Regions from separate parts of the Gasterosteus aculeatus genome. Here region 2 is linked to region 1. The links are chromatin contacts, called in public Hi-C maps. All regions are on one chromosome and are shown on one strand. The core of a region is the stretch at or near the end of the contact, and the rest is flanking DNA. Distances in the headings are between cores, read along the strand shown. Region 1 holds the start of slc60a2b (solute carrier family 60 member 2b). Region 2 overlaps cdk19 (cyclin dependent kinase 19).

The links. Hi-C and Micro-C count contacts between places; a contact is called where the count stands out from the background.
Region 2: a Hi-C map of whole body shows a contact between it and region 1, with 2.8 times the contacts expected there. The contact joins the enhancer-like site here to the promoter of slc60a2b in region 1. A contact is called at or near these places in 2 of 6 Hi-C or Micro-C datasets (skeletal muscle and whole body).

The regions. Positions count from the first base shown.
Region 1 is chr18:4,676,200-4,682,318 of fGasAcu3.hap1.1, reverse strand. It overlaps slc60a2b (solute carrier family 60 member 2b), which reads left to right and starts at 4,233. Exons shown (of 4, transcript XM_040161231.2): 1 at 4,233-4,959; 2 at 5,934-6,102. The coding sequence starts at 4,648. It overlaps slc16a10 (solute carrier family 16 member 10), which reads left to right. Exons shown (of 6, transcript XM_040161232.2): 6 at 845-3,506. The coding sequence ends at 1,092.
Region 2 is chr18:4,770,081-4,775,838 of fGasAcu3.hap1.1, reverse strand. cdk19 (cyclin dependent kinase 19) reads right to left here. Exons shown (of 13, transcript XM_040161480.2): 13 at 3,052-5,758. Among protein-coding and RNA genes, the nearest start is that of tab2, 15 kb to the left of the region's middle. Within about 2 kb of position 4,293, at least 8 of the 9 cell types and tissues checked have open chromatin away from gene starts, as enhancers often do.

The DNA.
Region 1 (6,119 bases), core at 2,984-5,483:
ACTGAAGATGTGACTTGGCTCGCAGTGAGGCTTTCCCTCCTGCGATCAGCTGAAGATTATATTTGGGTTTTCCATCACATCAAATCATTTGAAAGCACTCGGGATGCTTAATAATGCAACTGAAAAAATGAAGTAGTAGGCAATTGTCATTTACACAATTCAAATTAACCTAATATACATTTGTCCAGCTTTTAACAATTAAATTGTGTATTTCTGTCAGTATTTCCCTAATTATTGTAAATACCATTCATAATTTATTTCTATTGTCTACGCAGCAGAATTTAACCTTTATTCAAGTTGCACAAATATAAAATGTTATTCTATAAGATCTTCTGTATAAAAATATACACACTTTTAACACATTTAAAAATGGCTAATCCTGTCAACAGACCCTCAGCTCCAAGTCACTGTCCTGAGATAGAAGAGAATATCATATTTATCTTACAGTTCACGGCTCTTTTGCACCATCTAGCGTGGATTTTGGCATCTTGCAGTTTTTGCCATTGCTGAATTTGAAGGGTGTAAATTACAAGCAAAATCCCTAATTTTCCCACAAAGCAGGTTATTGTGAACAGGAATTGAACTGATAACGACTATTTAAAGAGCACTTTTCATGTGAACAATGCAGCTCAAAGTGTTTTACAAATAGCATGCAAAACATTGAAACAAGAACAGATAACGTTGAAAAGAAATGACATTCAATACATAAAAATATATTTCAACAAGTGAATTTCAGAAAACGGACAACAAGGATAATACAAATGAGGGAATCTGTGATATTATTATATTATATTTCGTTAATGAATTCCAAGACGGGTGAATACATCCATCCATCTGCTCCCAGGTTTCCTGAGGGACCGACTGGGCAGCTACAATGAGGCCTTCTACCTGGCGGGAATCCCACCAATCTTCGGAGGAGCTCTGCTCTGTCTGATACCCTGGGTAGAGGCCAGGCGCAAGAGGAGGGAGAAGGAGGAGGCCATAAGCAGGGACCCGGACGTCACCGAGAAGATGATTGAGCACGAGAAGATGGCCGACAACGGGAAGGCCCAGGAAGCAGCTCAGAGCAGGACTAGAGAGTCCACCCTCTGAGAGCCCCGCCGACCTAAAGACACAGACTGAGACTGAGACCGCTGAGTACCGAGATACAGCAGGAGTGAGATTGTAACGACTGCCTTAGGACAGAAGCAAAACTTGCCAAAGCGATGAAACAAACAAGAAACTATGCATCAGATAGTTTGACTGAACTAATCCTAACACGGGAAAACTTAGAGGTTTTAAATGGAAACGGAGACTACTATTTATGTTTTCTTTGTTCTTTTGCCAAGAGGGAGAGAGGACATGGTGTGCTCACAATGCAGTGTAGAAGCTGCCGATGCACGTCTAGAAAAACTTTGGGATGGCCTTGCTAAGGGAAAGGAGTCTTTACAGTCAGTTTTCATGTAGAAATGAGAGTATATAAATTAATTAAATTGATTATACCCAGTGTGATGTGTGGAATGTAACTTGACTCAAATCCACCTGCTAAAGGTTTCTCCCTAACCTGCCATCTTTATTGTCGCTTAAAGCCAAATAAGTTAGTACTGTCTAGGGGTAATCTGTTCATAGTATTTAAAGAAAAGCGACGCAGAGTGCTTTGGGGAATTTAGAGGTCATCATTAGAGTTAGCCATAAAGCTCTGGCTTCGTGGCTTGAGCCGTAGAGGCGCTCGCACACTTCAAGGGAAGCAGCTTTATGATTTCTTCGTTCTTGTTTAAAACTTTTTACACATTGTCTCAAGACGAGAGCTTGAGCCTGTCCATCGGAATTGAGGCCTTGTAGAACATGGCACTGATTGTAGTGTGATGGGCTGCTTGCAATGGAACAATGGAACCGTGTGCCTGAAAATACCCTCGCCAATGTTAAACCTGAAAGTCTTTTGAAGGAACATTTCGACCAATTTTGCGTTCACAGTTATACGAGAAAATCGATACCACTGATAAATAAATAAGTAAATATGGCTAGTTAGCTTAGCATCACGCTGTAAACCGGTAGGCGGGCTCTATCCAAAACTCTCTGTAAAAGCTTGCTCCTTATATTTTTTATCTCATTTGTATGATCTGTCCCAAAGACATTAATTGAAAAAATTATAAGCTGTATCCTTGTTGGATTTTGACCTATAAAGGAACTTGCATATTTGTTTGTTATATTCAATACATGTATGAAATATAGGAAGAGTACTGCAAAAGTCCAGAGCATTACCAATATGTAATACTACTCAGTTTGTGTATACGTCTGCATTGACATCAAGCAGTATTTTAAAGTTTTTAAAGTTGCTATCTCATTGTGTGACGCACATTTACAATGTTGAGCTTCTGGGAAGTGGGAAAAGCACATCTTATGCGACGTGATATGGTAAAGTGCCCATGCCCATTAGCTAATGCGGCCGTAGGTCGTAAAATAACCGTTGCCATGTCAACGACCGATCTCCTGATGATCTCTTAAAAGGACCAACAATAAAAACAAATAGTGGTGGATGTGTATTTCTTCACCTCTATAGGCATCGTACTACACATGCATCTTTTGACTACGTGACCATTAGGCAGTAAAGTCAAGTTAATAATTCTCTCTTCCCCGGCCGTTAGCCTCTGAGGCAGGAGCTTTTTTCATGCTTTTAATGCTTTCATATTCTATTTATATTTTTGCAGTTGGCATTTGCCTGAAGCCTTAAACTGAATTTAACAAAGACCAAAATTGTACAAAAATTACTGAAAGTGTGTTAATCCTGTTTGGTTGCTGCTGCTGTTCCCCCACGGAGCTGTCAGCGCCACCTCCCTCATAGTCCTCTCCGCCCCTCCTCTGGTGCCCTGGGCCACTCGCTACCTCTGATGCTGGTCCCTCTTTCTACATGACAGCAGCGTTCACGTTTGAGCGGAGTGACTCGCAACAACCCCCACCCCCCAAAAAAAGAAAAGCTAAATAAACTCCCAAAGCTAGCCGTCCAAAGCGTTGCTCTTTAATGAAGTGCTTACTGCTTAGAACCTTAAATGCCCTTTAAACTTTAAAACAAATGAGCATTTGTAATATGTTTTCTCAGAGCCATGTATGTATTTAAATGTTATGATGGAATCTATTGCCTTTCAACTTAAACCCTATCTTTATTTTTTGTGTCACGATGTGCATGTATGACGTAAGTTTGTTTTTTGACTGCTTTTCTTGTCCGCCTCAGCCTTTCTTTGTGAATTTGCTGTTATTGTTTCACCCCCCATAACTGGCTCTTTTTATTTTTGTTTTCACTTCTGTAACATTTCAGATAGGAATGAATACATTTTTAGCAGCATTTTTCCTTAATTTTTGTTGTTTTATATGCTCTCATAATCTCAAAAATGTTTTTACTAAAAGATTACTATATTCTATCTTTCCTAGTTACTGCAAGATGTGCGGCTGAACTACAAAATGTAATATTTTGTAAAAGCAATCAGAATTTCAGCATTCTCCAGGAAGTAAAAAAGAAAAAATCAAGTTTTTACATTTTCTGTGACTCTCTTAATTTGTGTCTACACAATTGTGACTGGCAGCTACACACATCCACTAAAATTCAGTGTTGAATCAACTTTTATTACTATAGATGCAAAGCATAGCTATAAATACATATCCCATAAAGTGGGGCTAAGTGCAAGTGCAGTAAAACTAAACATGATCCGAGATTCGTCAGATATCTCTCACCGATTTATGAACTGATTAAGGACTGCTTCTTTGTGATCTCATGTGGGGTCAAATATTATATTTCTAGGTAAATTAAGGATAGAGAAAGTTCATATCAGGTATAAACTCCGATGCTTCAGGCCATTTCTGCACTTTGTCGCTCTTACCACTAGAGGCCGCCATGTCTTCTGTGGCTGGTACTTCCTGTAGCATCGGATCTGTGTCAAAGAGGTCTCACACTGCTCTGAATTCAGGGAAAAAATAACCCAAATTGACCGTCGGTGTTGTTGCAAGTATTGTTCTGTTCGAATTTTGGTAAATTGAGATATTGGAAATGTAAACACTGATGCTGTATCTAACTGCAGTCGAGGACAGAAACAACATGCTGTCCAACCAACCTAGAGCAATTAATACACACTGCAGTCGATAAATAACTGATTTATGATCTAAGAAAATATGTCAATCAAAGACACCACAGTGCTAGGCTTAGCAGTGCCTAACAAGGAGGCAGCAGTAGTGTCAGAGATCTCTCCCATGGGCCATCTTACAATTAACGCCAGCACACAACATTGCATCCCTAGTAGATGAATATTACTGTAATATTATCTGTATCCCCATAATAGGCCAACATGTCCTAATTAGAGAGAATTGACCAGTCACAGTCTAGTTCTACTATTCGCTTCATTCAGCAGGTGGGTAATTTCTCCCCGCCAGGTGAGACTCGGTGTCAATAGACGATCGATGTGATCCAGCAGCTCTACCTTTGGTGTTGCCATCTTGAATGTCCCCCGTGCGACCGGTGCAGCGGGGTCCAAAGAAAACCTCTGAACGACGCAGCACCGACAGCTCTACAAACAGGAAGCGCGGAAGATCGTCAAGAAGCCGAAGCACCGCCATCAGGCGGCGATCGCTGCCGCATCCGCGCCTTTAACGGTGTTCCGGCAGCGTGATCAACCGACGGGGATGTCCTCCTCCGCCGTGCGAGACACCGTCAAAAAGAAGCACGTTCGCTTCGCCAGCATGGAGGACAACGATGACGTTGACAACGACCAGGAGGAGGACACCTTGTTCGACAAGGGGAAGGATACCGGGAGGGGGCTGAAGAGCGCGCTGAAGGCGGCCAAGAAGCGGGCGAAGCCGGGGAGCGACGGCCGAATGGAGGTGGTCGGCGGAGAACGGGGCGGACGCGAAGCGGGCGGCCGGATGGAGGTGGTCGGCGGACAGGGAGCGGGCTGGATGGTCACCCTGGTGCTCTGTGCATCCTTTCTGGGCTTGGTATGCGTAGAAGGGACTGCTGTAACTCGTTAGCTTTTTCCAAGGGACGTGTGTCATGAAAACGTATTCGTCAGTTTCCTCCGGCCTTCAGTTAACGCCACCAGAATGTGGTACATGTTAGATATTAATACTGCTAATACCCTGCCACGGCAAGGAGCACAATTCCGTTAGGTTGACTATGTTTTGTTTCTTCATTCTAGGGCCACAAGGTAAAATTAACCTCAAAACAGGTGTTCTTAGCCAGTGTCCACAAACCTTAGTGATCTGCTGCCTGTTTAATACATTACATTACAGGTCATTTCGCAGACGCTTTTATCCAAAGCAACTTACATTACACTTTAAACCCATGACTTTTACATTTTGCCCGGGGTGCAATTAGGGGTTAGGTGTCTTGCTCAGGGATATTTCGACTTGAGACATGGGGCAGTCGGGACTCGAACCACCAACCTTGCGGTTCCCAGCGCTCACCCCCTGCGCCACGACGACCCCTAGAATATACCACCGTTTCACGTTATTTTTAATGATGGCCTCTACTGCATCAGAAGCAGCTGGTCAGACATCCACGCCGGATCAGTCTGCGATGTGCTTCACCCAGTTTGCTCAAATGAATGTTGCAGGATCCTCAACAGATTTACATAGACGCAAAACTTGCTCCTCTGTAAATGTACACAGACCCTGCTTCACCTCTATTCAGCTTATACATAAAGCCGCTATTGCACTTTTACATACTGTACGCACCTTTAAGTCCTGTAAATTTGCCAGAAAGTGTTGGTTCCATTTAGTAGTGACCAAGGAGGCCAGTGTAAATATCCACCATTGCTATTCTTACCAATTAACAACCTGTTGGCCTCTGACAGTTGGGTACATATAGCATTTGTTTGGTTTTCCAGGGGTAGTTATGTCCTTTTTAATGTGCAGAATACCAGTTAATATACTCTCTCGTTGTAACTCCTGCTGCTTTCCCGTGTTTCTAGGGGATGAGTATCTCTGTTCTCGGCCCCACATTCGAGGATCTGGCTGTGAATGTGAAGAAGAACATCAGCAATATTTCCTACATCTTTGTTGGTCGCTCGGCGGGCTACATCGGGGGTTCCCTCTTCGGTGGACTTCTCTTCGACTGCATGAACCCCCACCTCCTGCTAGGTAACCCTTCATCTAGG
Region 2 (5,758 bases), core at 3,044-5,543, 93 kb before region 1:
AGTGCCCCAATAAAAGCACTATTTCCTCCTGTTTGAGTATAATTTGACAAAAACTAGAGTGTGTGGCACTTTTTCAAAAATTACAGAGCCTTCACCAAAACTATAAAGAAATCAAATATTTAAAACCCACTTTTTAAAGATGTCCATTGTTACAGTAACACAAATTGCAACAACACACATTTTTTCTGTCTTTATAAAATCTTTTGACAATAAGAAGAATGGAAAATATGGCCAAGCTCATTTTTTAATGGTGGTCCGTGGGCCTTTATGCATCAGCTATGGTTCATGTTCTTCTTTCTATTATGAGTGGACTAAGCCTTTATATTAAAGTGTGTTTGGTTGGAATGATGTTGGTCTGACGACATATTACATCAGGTTGTATCATGTCAGGCTTTATGCCATAATATATTCTGTTAGTTGCATGTACCTGCACGCAGCTAATGGAAAAGTCGTGGATGAAATCAACCAAACTAAACTAACTAAGTGTTTCTATCCAGGACGAATGGAAACCTCAGGACGTGTTTAGATGCGTTTTATCTTCCACAGCGCCGGTATGACAGGCAACGAAGTGGCAGTAACAAACTATGAAGTGCAGAGGCACCCTGGTCTCTGTCTGCTTCCAGTGCAACACCGCTGCCCGTCGGGGTCAAGGCTGACTTTATACCCGTTTTGGTGCCTCTCACCAAATGGGATCATCTGCCTTAACACGTTTTGATGAGCTCCCTCCAAAGCAATATACTTCCTTCGAGTGGCGGCAACAACGCTGCGGGGCCGAGGCCGTCGAATCAGCGAGCTGTGCCAGAACTCACGAGGCCCGGCCAAGTCTCAGCTTGCCCGCGCCGGTTTCACTCGTCAAAACCCACCAGCCCCATAAAGAGAACTGAGTGTAGCGCTCACTTGAGTTGACACATCCTGTGGAATGTCTTGTTGGTGGATTTAAGTGCTTGAATCATCCAGGCGCACTCTTGTGTAATGTGTGTGTGTGTGTGTGTGTGTGTGTGCGCGTGTGCGTGTGTGCGCGTGTAACCTTCAGAAACACCATTAGGATCAGCAGCTGGGTGCTGATATGCAGTGTTTAAGTCTCTGAGAATGTACAGCTAACGGTGGCTCTACTGTTGCGTTTATGTTGAGTTTTAATACCTACGTCATGCTGTATGTTCCATCTTTTTTCTGTTTTCAAATTCAACGCTTTACGTTACTTTAAACCTGCTTTCATGGATTTGTTTTACTCTAAAGTCTAAGTGACCAAATTGGGCTTAATATAATGAGTCAAAGTGCATTCAATAAAAGTGCTTGTTGTTGCCATTGATCAGCTCACATTGTTATTAGTGTCTGAGGATATTATGGACAGAACCATACCATCCCCTCATCCGGCCGGCTTGGTATTGGGTCATGTGACACCAGTATGGCGGCAGAAACGTCAGTTGGAGCTCCAGAGAGAGGGATGGTGTTATTAGAGTTTGTTGCGAACGGAGACAGGATTAAGCAAAAGCTGAAAAAATGTAGAAAAAATATTGGTTATTCTTTATGTCCTTTAACCATGAATCGTATTCGTTATGACGAAAAAGACAACAACCTGTTCCCTGTAATGAACTACCTTCTGCTCGTAAATGTCTTAAAATACAGAAAACCCTCCCGTTTGCCTCTTGAGATATTGAAAAGAAGTATCATCAGTATCAACATGTTTTAAAACGGTCCTAGTTTTTGTGGATGGTCATTTGATGACATCTGTCTTTTGTTACTAATAGATAGTAACAAGGATGCAGGTGGAATACAATACACTGCACTTATAGACTACAATTGAAATGATTCATTGTTAACGTGACTTTTCAATTTTGTGACCACCACAAACTAAAGTCCCTTTGCACCTTTGTTGTGATGGTGGCGGCTCATGTGATGAATTAAAAAAAAGCTACTAAGTTGATCTTTAGTTTAAAAGATTACATCAAAAAATACAACAAACATGCCAAATACATGTTAAAGATGACTGTGCTGTATCCAGTCATCCCTGGGTGTGATGAAGTCGCGAAACAGATCAGCCACACTGATTAGCTGCAGCAAAAGTCTGTGAGACCAAAAAATATATAAAATGAATATACATTACTTTTTTGTCAAGACAAGTGCAGCAGTATCAAAAAAGAGGAACACACACACACGGCATTGTAACCTAGTGTCAAAAGCGTGACATTAAACAACAAACATTAAATTATTATTTTTATTTACCACTTCAAAGCTTAACAATAACAGTGCATTAAAAAGACAATTATCGTATCCCAATGAGAAAATCTCTAAAATGCGTTGTCTTAACAGCTTTTCAAAACATACTTGCGCGTCAATAATGTGGAAGGACAAGAGAAAAGAAAGAAAGTTGTCTTTAGGGATTGAGACTGGAATAACACACGGTTATTTCGCTGCTAGTGTTCCACATTACGTAGAGTACAATATACTACATAGTAATGAGGAGAGAAGAAGACATAACATCGACAGGGGAAGGGTGTGAAAATACATACGATTTTTAAAAAAAATCTCCAACGCCAAACAAGGCACCATCCACACGAATAAAGGCGTACATCATTATCATTCCTGTAAAAAGAACAAAGCAAGGAGACACATATGCGCAAGCGGCATCGTCTTCATTCTATCGAACGCAGAGCCACATTTAGTAAATAGTCAGCACGTTTAGAGAGGAAAGAACAAGAAATAATGTGTAGTGACACCGGTTTTGTCTAACAGATGTCCCTGTTCTACAGCTACTATAGTTAAGGCAGAGGACAGTTAAGAAAACATGTGCATTATCCATCAACGCATGTAAATAATAAATATGATCATATAGTATCCATATACATGTATACAGTATATGCATTTCTTTACAATAGTTTCATTTAGAGTACATTTTTGACCTCAGTGGAAAAGGATGAGATAAGAGGAGCGCTGTTTCGTACTTTTGAATTCAAGTTCTACACAATACACCCATCAACATCTACTAGAAGCTGAGAACTGCAGAAACTGAAGCATCCTCAGTGAAAGCTGTAGTCTGGGATTTTATTTGAATTTCTTTTTTTTTGCATAGGAGTTGTTTGACAGTAATTTGTCAATTGCTCAATAATACTTATAACCATAATACACCACCAGAGAGAAATTGTCTGATAAGCAGTTTGATTTTACAATACACATATGAAAGGGAGGAGAAAACATTTGAATAACTGCTGGTTCGGATTCCTCCCCAAAAAAAAGGAAGCAGAGCACGTCCCCACGGATTTGCGTACTACTAAAGCGACACAAATTTAGAAGAGCTCCCTGACAAAATATTTTATGTCTACATCATGTAACCTAGAGTTTGGTTTTAAAGCTGCATGTATTGTCATTTATGTGTTAACAATTGATCAAATCACTGATGTCACAGTGTGAAATGCACAGAGAAGGATCGACTCTTCGGTTCCTCCCAAAATCTATTTAGGTTTTCAAGCCACACAAAACTTTGCTCTTATCCAGCAGCATCCAGCAGCAGGAAAACTAGCTGTCAATCCAACCCGTCCTCCCTCACAACACAATTACCATCCCGGGGGCGGTGCCCACTTGGCGTCAAAACGTGTGGAAAGGGTTAGGTGGATGAGGCCCAGTAACCCGGGACTTTCACCCAGGAGAACGCAATCCATGTCCTGTGTGAAACCGGCATCTTTTTATACCTCATTCACAATACCAATTACGCAACAATAATATTTAAAGCCCACTCTTTTTAAAAATCCTAATGCCGTCATTAAACACGAAAATCAAGCACCCATGGTGGAAGTATATTTTGAAAAGACCCTATGTAACAAGCGTAGAGTCACTTACCATCTGTGGCACTTTGACGAGCTGAATCTAATTAATCTAATGAGCAATCAAGCTGCTAAAGAGTCAGATATTTACATGAAGGAGTTGGAGACCAAAGCAGATCTAATGTGTATTGGACCAAAGTATGACTCATACACAACCTTATTTGCAAATACACGGACATTGTCTTTGTGACATGAAAACTGAACTTCTGCGAGACTGTAGTAAGCCGACTGGTGCAGAGACGGACCCAGTAAGGGACAGCAGGGATCACTGAGGAGTCACTGAGGAGACTTAGAGACGCATCTTAATATCAATGCATGAAATATTCTGGAAACAATATTGATAATTTCTTACAAAGGCCAGTTCTCGTTTCAGCCACAAGGTGTCAATGTGTTCTTATCCTACTGCAGGCCACACATCTGGCCCCTGCAAACCCTGCTGGCTCCACTTCTGTACTGCCAACACGCAGTTACAGTCGAGTCAATGGGAGCATTCTGCAATACAATCTGCCTGATGGCTGGTCATGTGACCGAGCACGGCCAGTGAGAATGGAGCAAGTTATGGGGAAACAAAAAAGGATCGACGTGGGATAAAAAAATACAAAAACTACCTCACTTTTACTTGTGCAGGGAGGATTGTCTCACTTCAGTTTGCAGATGCTTTGATTAAACAACAATATAGCAATACAAAATAAGTCTTTAAGAGTAAAAGGCTTGCAATAAATCCTACTATGGTATCTTCTGCTGAATTTACTTAAGGCATTAAAAGTAAAAATGTCTTACTACGAAAATGGATTTGCTCTTGTGAGGTGCAGCTACTTTGAAGTACTTTATATAATCTCGGCAATTCAATTTAAGAGCACAAAAGCTTCAATCTTTAATATACAATTCTGGCTATTGCTATGTCCTAAACACTGTTATGGCACAAAGAGTATTTTAACTTTTCTATTTCAAATGTTTATCTAACATTTGAAATAGAAAAAGAACTGACAAGGACTTCAGTGGTGGCTGCACTCAAATTATAATCAAATAAAACTTGATTATTCCAAAAACAAAATGAGGAGCTATTTGTGGGGATGAATACATCATAATTTACATGTGAACTAGTAACTAGTACTTCCATCTCTTAGATAAATGTTATGGAGAATAAGTATTACATGAAAGAGTGAAAAGGAGAAAAGTTAAGCACCTGCACCTTCAAAATTGTACCTTACAGCTGCATGTAAGCTTAGTTAACTCCTAGCCAGCGGCGGCTGGTCTGTAGAGGGCAATGGGGCGTGGCCACAAAAAAAAAATTATATTAAAAATACATTTTACAAATGAGCTCCAGTCTCAGCCAAATGGCTGCAGGGTCGGAGTGGAACAGAATGAAACTCATCCACAAATTAGTTTTTACAGTTCTCTGCAGGAACGTCTAGCAGTCAGTGCCATCCTAGTAACGCAAAGGATAACCACCATGCATAACAAAGCATACTGTACACACACACATGCACACACACTCACAGGGCAACAATGATAACATTGAAACCTTTAAAAAATTGGACATCAGGCATATAGTTTGATGTGTGTGTGTGGTGGGGGCCACACTAATAGCTGCCCTGTACATTTAAATGCGCACAATCGTGTTCATCAACCTTGAAAGTGTGGAACTGGCAGCTCCCGAACCAGAAAAACAGTCTGGAGCTGCTGGCCGCCAACGAGAAGAGTCCAACATCCTTGAAAAAAGGCTGCCGTTGTCAAGGGAAACAGAGATCTGTCAAATCTTAGCTAGGTAGCGGAGTGAATCAGAATATACAGAACTGACTCCCTCTTTTTTCACTTCCCCATATCTAGGTAAAGAGAGGTCTAACCACAGAAACCCTATCATAAGATTAAGTGAAATTTTTGCATTTATTATTTCCCTGAAATTACATCAGTTTAGGTGCTGATTTTTTTTGTTTTTG